Regions from separate parts of the Triticum aestivum genome. Here region 2 is linked to region 1. Evidence: chromatin contacts called from public Hi-C data. All regions are on one chromosome and are shown on one strand. Each heading gives the region's core, a stretch centred on a gene start, on an enhancer-like site or on the middle of the called end of the contact. The rest is flanking DNA. Distances are from core to core; before and after follow the strand shown. Region 1 holds the start of LOC123112019 (alanine aminotransferase 2). Region 2 holds the start of LOC123112022.

The links. Hi-C and Micro-C count contacts between places; a contact is called where the count stands out from the background.
Region 2: a Hi-C map of leaf shows a contact between it and region 1, with 4 times the contacts expected there. The contact joins the promoter of LOC123112022 here to the promoter of LOC123112019 in region 1. A contact is called at or near these places in 2 of 5 Hi-C or Micro-C datasets (both in leaf).

The regions. Positions count from the first base shown.
Region 1 is chr5B:390,714,589-390,719,508 of IWGSC CS RefSeq v2.1, reverse strand. It overlaps LOC123112019 (alanine aminotransferase 2), which reads left to right and starts at 2,742. Exons shown (of 15, transcript XM_044532919.1): 1 at 2,742-3,031; 2 at 3,145-3,195; 3 at 3,608-3,658; 4 at 3,740-3,805; 5 at 3,896-3,957; 6 at 4,169-4,247; 7 at 4,481-4,585; 8 at 4,680-4,790. The coding sequence starts at 2,981.
Region 2 is chr5B:390,861,989-390,867,015 of IWGSC CS RefSeq v2.1, reverse strand. It overlaps LOC123112022, which reads right to left and starts at 3,089. Exons shown (of 3, transcript XM_044532921.1): 1 at 2,814-3,089; 2 at 1,278-1,479; 3 at 1-1,114. The coding sequence starts at 1,430. The coding sequence ends at 857. It overlaps LOC123112020 (a long non-coding RNA gene), which reads left to right and starts at 4,244. Exons shown (of 10, transcript XR_006455020.1): 1 at 4,244-5,027.

The DNA.
Region 1 (4,920 bases), core at 1,493-3,992:
TATCAGTGGTGTGTCGTACTAGGCTTGTGTTCAATTGATTCCACCATGATCTGACGACCAGATGACGGCGGACGGCACGGGGTGCTGACGACGGATGGGAATGTGGGGCTGCGGCGATGAGCTGGCCTTCTGCTTGTGTGGTGCCGACCGGCGACGCTGCGATCCTCTGTTGGTGGTGGTGATTTTGATCTGATCGGTTCGATGGTGGTGTTAGTAGATTGTTTTGCAGTGACTTCCTACAGAACCACATCGAGATCATCGAAAAGACTTTGGGAGGTTTTATTTCTTGATCTGGTGGATGACTTCAGTTGTAGACAAAAATTATGAACGGCGACTTAACGCGGAGAGATGGTTATGGAGTGGCGGCAGTCCAATTGTAGATGTTGGGATTGCGGAAAAGCGGTGGTGACAACACTGTTATTTCGATGTGCTGCGAGCACCCTATCTCGAGCTCCGAGGCGAAAGCCTGGTTAGACCTGAGTGGTTATACCTGGCAATGGCGACATTTTTTATGCCGTTACCTTGTTGGAGGCATTGTTCGAATATGCTTAGACTGATTCTTCAGGGTGAAAACTTTGATTCTGGCCTTTGTGATTAGATTCGGTGACGGCGACACTTGAATGTCCCTCCCTCCCTGAAGGCATTGTTGTCGAAGATCATTGTCATCCATGTGGTGTTTATGGTTAGTGCCGCTATGGTCTCAGTTCTAGTTTGTTCATTGATGATCTGATCGCTTTGGGTTTTTTTCTTCTTTTTTCCTCGTCTACGCATAATTTTTGCCTTATGACCTTGCTAGTTGCCAGTGTGTTTTCACATGTGGATTGGGTCGGTTGTGTGCGCCCTTATTATGTTGTGTTATGTATGTCCTTTTGATGCTTCATTTTAAGCCAATAAAATCCACTCTTTGTCAAGAAAACATGCATTTTCTTGTGGGTTAGCACAGGCATCCTACTGTATCAAAAAAAACAGGTTTTACAATTGTATTTACCATTTTTTTTTGAATTTTACTGTTCATACGAGGAGACTATAAACTCGATGTCCCCAGCCTCTTTTTACGGTAGAATAGAAGAAAGAAAATGGAAAACGTTTGCAAACGGCGCACTGGCCGAAGCTTCGGCCGGTCCTGCACGCGCCGCTCGATCGGGCTGAATCCTGCGGCCCGTTTTTCACCTTTCTTGTGAAAGGTTATCCGCTCACAGACGCAGCTTTCCATGCGGGCCACACACAACGCTGTTTTTTCCGTTGCAATCTTTCTTATCCCAACGCGAAGGGTGTGAGCCCACTCATTCGTTCTCCACGACGACTTTTCCCAGTCTTATTTTTCTCTCTATTCGCCAGAGTGCTGCCGCCTCCTCGTCTTGACTCATCTGTCTCCACGAACTCTCTCTTCCCTGACTCCACACCGTCAAGCCGGCCTGCGGCTCCACACGGCCCGAGCGAACCATCCCCTTCCTTCCCCTATTTCCACTTTAGAGCTCCACGACATCACCGGCCGTCGGCAATGGCTGCAACCTGTCACCCATCAACCTCCACCTTCTTTGCCAGCGGTCAACGGCGACGCTGCTTTTTCCCTATTTTTGCTGCAAAGGCGGCCGTGTGGTGCTGGAAGGCCGGCCGTCGGAGCTGCGAGTAGACTCAATGCACAGGGTGCTGCAACTGGCTACAGAGGAGCTACGACCGGCATGTGGCGGAGCTGCAACCAGTGTGCCAATTGCTACAGCCAACAGCATTTTTTGCTGGAACAGAGAAAGTAGGTGTTGTGACCGGCGCGTAGCGGAGCTTCAACCAGCTGCGCAAAATGCTACTACCGTCGCCATTTTTTGCTGGTACCAGAGGAAGTAAGGGTAGCGACCGGCGAGTGAAAGAGCTGCAACCAGCATCACAAAATGCTACAATTGGTTTCTAGGAAAGCTTCAATCAAAGACGGGGAAGCTGAGGGCCGGCCATCGCACACCACGAAAAGCTGCAACTGGCGACAAGAAAGTTACAACCGACTTCTGGAAAAGCTTCAATCAAAGACAGGAAAGCTAAGGATCGGCCATCGCGCACCACAAGAAGCTACAACCGGCGACGAGAAAGTTACAACTAGCTTTTGAAAAAGCTTCAACCAAAGACAGGAAGCTGACAATGGCGAGCGGCGACGACGGGGCTGTGTGGCGGAGCACGGAGGTGCTGCGACCTGTGCGCTACAACGCCGGCCGGTGGCGACGCTGAACGGCGGACCACCGAGGTGCTGCACGCGGCGAGATGTTGTCCAATGTTGTCCGCGAGCCGGCCGTTGATGGGGGCGACACAAAGGGTCTGCGGCAAGAGGCGCTCTACGTCGCTGACAACGGCGAGGTGACGTGTTGCTAGCAGGTCGGCACTCGCCGCGGACCTCGCGACCTGGCATCCGCGCGCATGCGCCACCAGCTAGCATCATATGTGTGAGGTGAAAACGTAGGACAGAGAAAGAGATGTTTGCGCGTCCGCCGGTCTAGCCTCAATCAAACGGCGCATAATAATCTAATCTAGTGGCTAGCATGCGACCGGCCGAGTATTTCGGCCGGCGCGCCCGCGCGTAGTACTGGCCAAAGAAAATTTGGTGTGGGGTGAGTGGATCTTGCACACACGCCCGTGAAGCGCCATACTACCACTGTCGCAATACTGCTTGAGAAAACCATGCCGGCCGAACCCCACAGGTCGGACGGACGCGCGGCAGGGGCAGCTCTCTCGGCTTTGCTTACACGCCGCCGAAGGTCCAGACTCAGAGGCTTGTTCCCACGCTAGACGTGGCAGCCGCGGCCTGCCAAGCAGTGCCCACCGCCACCGCCTAAGCTCCCCCGTACCCCTTGACCCGGCGGCCTCTGCCACCCAGCACGGCACAATCACTCACTCTCTGCATCCTCCCCTCCCCTCTCCTCTGCGCCACCTTAGCCAAGCTCTCCTCCTTCCTTCCCCGCCCGCGCGCGCTCTCTCCTCGCCGGCGCCGCCCCGCGCCATGTCGTACAACAAGACCGCCTCCATCACCGCCGAGACCATAAACCCCAAGGTACCGTACCGTACCTGACGGACGCCTCCCCCCCTGCTCCTGGTGCTTGCCCTTCTTCACGTACGCCAAACCTGACTCGGTTCTCCATGTTTTTCTTTCTTCCTCACTCGCAGGTGAAGATCTTCGACTACGAGCCCTGCGGGGAGATCGCCAGGCACGCAGAGGTAACAGCAACAGTGCTGCCTGCGCTCACCCCCCGCCGTTCATCTGTCCATGTATGTATGTATGTATGTATGTATGTGTCGCAGTCCAGTCAGACTGTCTGTCTATCGACACAGCCAGTGGCAGTGGCCAGTGGGTTACCTCTGACATAGTAGTACCCGAGTGCACAAGCTAACTAAAGAAATGACTGCTGTAAACTGAAACTAAAGTAGCGCACAAGCCAACTAAAGAAATGACTTCTGTAAACTGAAACTAAGTGCTAGACTGCATTTTGCACTACAGCCAGTTCAGATGATGCATCCAACTTTGATCTTTGGTATCATCTGGCATTCCTGGCCCATAATAAATCTGCAAAAACACTGGTTTGACCGTACAAGTTTCCTATCGGCATATGCCGGTTTTCGTGTTATCCAGCGGTTGGCGCAGGAGATGGAGAAGAGCCCAGGTTCTCGCCCTTTTCCAGAGGTGCGTCTTTGTTTACATATATACTTATGTTCAATCCTGGCCAAAATCACTAATCGATGATGATGAGTTGCTTCCTTGCAGATAACATACTGCAACCTTGGGAACCCCCAGGCTCTCGGCCAGCGACCCATAACCTTCTTCCGTGAGGTTATAACCCTTAATCACACTCTCCAAAAAAAAAACTTAATCTGGGAGGCATTGCTGTCTTATGCCTCAAATATCATCATCTGCCTTCAGGTTCTTTCTCTGTGTGACAATCCAGCTCTCCTGCACAGGGATGAAACTCGTATGCTATTCAGGTTTGTTGGGCTTAAATAATACTGTACTACTAGCTCAGAGTCTGTTTACCCACCTCTCACAATTTTCTGTTCAAAAGAAAAGCAAATTCTTCAGCCATTGATGAGTTTGCTGTCAGTTCTAGCACAAAAGTTGCTAGTATCATGCACCATCTTGCTGTGACGATTTGATTCGTCGAAACCTGACCAGTGTTGTTTCAACCTGCTATTACAGCCCATGTGCCATAAATAGAGCGCGGAAGATTATTGAGTCCATGCCCGGCAGAAACTCTGGTGCATATACTAACAGTCAGGTATTACATTGGAATACCAAGATAATCTTACAATCAGCTGCATAAACTAGAGTCGTCTGATGTTTCGACTTTTGAGGCGATGCCGCATTAGTGCACCAGCACTCAGAAAGAGATCACCACTTAGTAGGACCAGTGCCCTGGCCTTGGTGTTGTCGTCTTGTCCGACGATGATAATATTTTTCCCATACTATTATTCTGCACCTCGTTGTTGTAAACTCCTCTAACATGATCAGGGAATCAGAAGTTTGCGGGAAGCAGTTGCAAATGGAATCGCTGCAAGAGATGGTTTTCCATCAAGACCAGAGGACATCTTTCTGACAGATGGAGCGAGTTCAGCCGTAATACTTTACATTCAACAGCTCGATCACATCAATGCATTTCGTCTATCTCGATATGCTAAATTGGGCTGCATTTTTCATTTCTTCCTTCCAGATTAATTTGAGTATGCAGATACTCATTAGGTCCCAAGAAGATGGCATTCTATGCCCTTTACCTGAATATCCGTTATACTCGGCGTCCATTATACTTCATGGTGGGACTATGGTATGGTGCTAGCTTTATGAAATAATTGATCAGCGGTCGCAATTCTTCAGTACTTTTTTTTTCATTGCATCTCAAACCTATAGATCAGATTCCTGACATTTTTTACTTAAAAAGTGTAAAGGACTGCTCA
Region 2 (5,027 bases), core at 1,840-4,339, 150 kb before region 1:
ATCACCAACTAGAGATGAACATCAGGTGGTGACTTCCCTATGTATACAACCGTTTATGCATGTCCAGCTACCGAGCCCTCAACACTAAGATACATTGCCTCCCAGGACCATGGCCACAAAGCACATACCATGCTGATGCAGATGCTTAACTACCCGGGCAGATACCATCAAGGTTACCGTTTGAACAGTATGCAGGATCACCTTGGGCTTGTTGTAGGAGTTTTTTCGATCGCCGCCCACTCTGCAGTTTGTGCACTTTGCCTCCTTCCTTGGTTTCAGAGGCAGATCACCTCGGTCAGGACATGTTGTACTTTTGTGCGCCGGTTGACAAAAAATACTGCAGAAACGTGTGCATTTGCTTGAACAACAATCACCAAGACCATTTACTTTTGCAGTGCCTTTGGCTTTCTTACTTCGCACGCCACAATAATCATATGGGGGCTTATCCCTGCTGCTCGTTGGACCTCCAGTTTTAGTTTCCGCTCACGCTCCGGGGCCACAAGCCCTACCAGATTGCCCACCCCACTACCCGCGCCATCGCTCATATCAACCCACAGTCCGCCATCCCCAATACGTGTTTCCTTTCGGTTTAGTTTGTTGTCTCTAGTCTTGTCTTTCAGACCCATTCCGTTACAGACAGCTGCCATAGGACTAAGCTCGTCCATTTTTCACGTGAGTTGCTCCAATGCTACTTCATATAAGCTGTTGTATTTGCATCACCAAGCCACACGACTTCCATCGCATGTGTGTACAGGTTCAAATAGCAAAATGTCACAAGAGTTAAGTGAAATTTTGTCTTTCTGGAGGTGCGCTAAGTGGTCTGGCAGCACATCCCTTGCATCTTTTGTCCACCTTTTCAGAATGTGCTTCTCAGGTATTCTTCACACCCCTTGCATTTGGTCCTTTCAACGTTGAGCCTGCTCTTGTCATACCTGATCCCAAAACTGATTTCCCATGAATACGGGTTGTAGTAGTCATATGCCTCTCCCAGCGTATCGAAGCTGCTCCCAACCTCAGGCACTATGACGGTTTCAGTCTTTTTCTCTGCATATTCCTTGATTGTCTTCTCCAACGTGCACACTGTACCAACACAGGGGGGTTGCTCTGTAGGTGCCTGCCAACACGAAACCTGCTCGTTAGATATGCAATTCATTACATTTAGCAAAGGCATTGCACAGGATGACATGTTCCGTTAGTGTCTACACATTTTTCAGACTTTTTATATGCTAAGCAGCAATCGTTGCGAACATAGTTACAAATTTTGAATGCAAAATCACCTCTTTGTCCATGCTGGTGCCTGAGGGTCGTCCCTGCCTGTTGACTGCCCCGAATCTGCTGCCGACAAGTGCCAATACGTCCTGCCCTACCGCGCCAATACTGGACTCGATCGCTGTGTCGAGCAGATTCGGGAGCAGCTGGGCCAGCGACATGGTCTTGCTGCCCCCAACCGTCGGTGGCGTGCTCTCTCTGCCCCCAACGCTGGAGCGAAATAGAAAATGAGTCCGTGTAAGAGAAAGAGAGAAACCATGATCAGGGTAGCTCGCGTGTAGAAACCTTATCAAAAAGGACAAATTCACGTGCAAATAATCTTATACTTTCTGTGTAAAGGGTGCCTTTTTGTTATGCAACCCCATCTAGAATATAAAAGGCCACCAGTTTGCAAATCAAACGCGTGTGCAGCACAAAATGCAACACATAAAAAACATGGCAGTTTATGCAACTCCTAGTTGCTTATATGCCGCCTACCCCACTGGATAACAACAGATAGAACCCTCTTGTCATCTCCCCCCTTATCGTGCCGCCATTAGGAAAACATCCTCTTTTACTGCGTAATTCATATCTACGGTTGTTTTTTGCCCCTGAAAATTGCACACTAGTGCCTGCTTGTAGACTCCCTCTATTTTTCTGCCTGAATAGAAAGCCTCCTCTATTGCATAAAAACATATGCTGAAAATAGCCACCCAATATGAAACACAGATTGTTACACTATTGCCTGCTGAACATATATTACCTACTAAACACAGCTTCCAATACAAATATTGCCTACTGGAAAAACATATATTGCCTACTGAAGCAACAGATGCTGAACATATAACTACCAACATGAATGCAGATTATTACAGTGTTGCTTGCTCGGACACATATATTACCTGCCCCCTACCCCTAATTATGTTGCCTACTGAAGAAAAATAGATGCTGAGAATAGCTATTTGAGCAGAGATATTACAGTATTGCCCACTGAAAAAAAATGTTGCCTACTGAAGAAAACAGTTGCTGATAAATAGCTAGATGAACACGAATGTTACAGCATTGCCTACTGAAGCAGCACAGATGCCGAAATTATATCCAGTATTTTTGCCTACTTATCACTCTTTGTGTTGCCTACAAAATAAACTAATCTAATTTTGTTGTCTACTCCCTGAACATCTGGGATTTTATTTTCTAAAAGCTGATGCAAACATACATGCACATTTGCTTGACTGTTCCGTTCGTGAAGTGAAACACTAGCCCGCTTCCCCTTGACTATGATGCATCTCTGAAACCCATCGCAAAGGAGAGTTGGATTTGTCATGGCTGCTAGTAGCTAGCCCTCCGTCGTGTTGTCCCCACCAAAAAACTCGTGAAACAAATGTGCGTCTGGATAGCAAAATTTTGGTGCGCGAGGCAGTTGTGCCTCTCTCTGTTTTGCATGACCAGCTCGTGATTTTACATCACCCGATTTGCTTCAGTTTTCCTGATCCACATCCACCTCATCCCCCCTTCGTCGCCGTTAGAGATGATGAAATTATGGAGGCCAAGGCGCCGGGACTTACCTCTGGTCGTAGATGTAGCAGAGAACCTCGCCGCCGCGCGCAACCAACGGCTCACGCGCAAGTCGTTCTTCCCCGGTCGACTTGCTGGTGTCCGCCTCCTCCCGATGCAGTTCTCTCTTCACCGGTCCGCGTCGCAGCCATTCGTCGTCGTCGCCGGGCCCCGGCGACGCTCCCGCCGAATCACTAAGGATTTCTCTCCGTGCCGCCGTGCGGAGAGAGAATTGAGAGGGGAACGGCGAGGACAGTAGATGGGACAGAACCAAGACAGAACCCACCGTCGCCTATCCCACCTAGTCGGGTTTAGCTCCCCATACGAGTCTCGATCTCATGATGCCGCCCAGCATAGGTTTATCCATTTGACGACGGCGTTTCCCCACAACGTGTCGGTACATGTATGCCGCATCGTTCTGTCCCCACGGCACAGGATGCCAACCGTGCTAACGCCACCACACGGCTCCGTCGCCCTGCGTAGTATTTTATTATGTATACGTTTTCGTATGCCGTCTGTATTTCAAGCACCAATAAATGTTGTCAACACATGCAAGCCGACCATTGGTCCATAAAACGGGAGCGCGCGAGCCCGTGTGTACTATCGCTGACTATGCATGGAACTTGCAAGCTACATTCCTTTCCTTGGCGCCCACAATGCACACAAGTAGTACAATATGCATCAGATGCTTCTGTGCTGTCTTCCCAGGCAAGTCGCTCCTTAGCACAACACGTTCCTAGCATCAGATGAGTCAAGAACACTCAAAAAAGCTCTACATTAGAACCCAATACATGTTAAATAATATTTGTATAATTAGAACTGGGCCATAATGATAAATTTACCTTTAATCACCGTGATACCAATAGCTAGCTGCTCGTTTTGGTGACCGCAATGGAGAAAAATATATTTATACCAAGTAAAAGAGCAACATCAGATGGCTTTGGTTGACTGTTGTGAAATGAAAACATGATGATGCAGTTTACCGGTGAATACACTTCTCACTTTTCTCAGGCTGTATGTGTGGACGTCGGAGCTTCACTTACTATAAATACATAAATCCCCGGATGGATAACATCAACAATCAATAATTGAAACAATGGAAGAATGAATCCACAAATTGTAGATGCATCCACCAGCTAAATCCACAAACAGGATGCAAGAGGAAGAAAAAGAGAGTTGTGGATCCAGAAATAAGAGAAGGATGGATCACAGAGCCTCCTCAGAGCTCAGTGACTTTCAGCCGTTGGATGCGTTCTCTTGATGCGTTCTCGTCCGTTGGATCGAGAGGTGGGAGGATCTGGGCCGTTGGGTCTGGAAGAAACACTGCTGGAATGAATAGTAATGGAAACATAATGTAAATACCATGCCCCCACCAGGGTATTTTGGTAATTTCGCGTGGTGGGGGTATAAAAGGGGGGCGCTTAGACCTAGCCGCCTCCTCCTTCCACCCCTCCGGCCGGCTCCTCTCCCGCTTGCGCCTCCTCCTCCCCCCACTAGCGCCTCCCTCTCCTCCTTCCCCGCCTTCGCCCGGCCTCCTCCTTCCGCCCCACCGATCTGGCGCCGCCCCGCCTCACCGTCCTCCGCCGCCTGCCTCCTGCCTTGCCTCGCCTCGCTCCGCCGCCGGCCTCCTGCGCCACCCTGCCTCGCCACGCTCCGCCGGCCGCCTCCTGCGCCGCCCCATCTCACCGTGCTCCGCCGGCCGCCTCCTGCCTCCCACCGTGGAGAACGGCGACAGGCGGCTGCCAACGGACGGATACAGGCAGAGGAGGGTCAGAGAGGCGCGCGGAAGGCCGACGAGGTTGGGCAGCGCCGGATCCAGAGTTCGGGGTGGTGCCATGGTTGCTCGGTGAGCTCCTGCAGGGGAAGATGGCGGGGCGAGATTTAAAGGGAGATGGCAGAGAGAAGCGAAAGGGAGTGGCGGCGGGGATTCTGTTGCTCACCGCGAATATCGAGCGCTTGGGCACCATGCGAGGCTGCGGCTGCGGGCGGTTGGAGACGCAGCCTTAGGCAAGTTGTTGTTGCTTTCGAGTGCTGAGCGTCGCTCTGTCGAGTCCGGCGGACGAAGGATTAGGGGAGGGACGGGCTGTGGAGACTTCGAGGCGGCTGGTGGAGGCGTTGGCCTTGTCGGAAGGCCGGAGGAGGCGACCGGTGGTGGCTCGCCATGGCTGCACTTCACGGGAGCGGAGGTAGGCATTCGATGGCCAGTCCGTGTGGATGCAGATGAG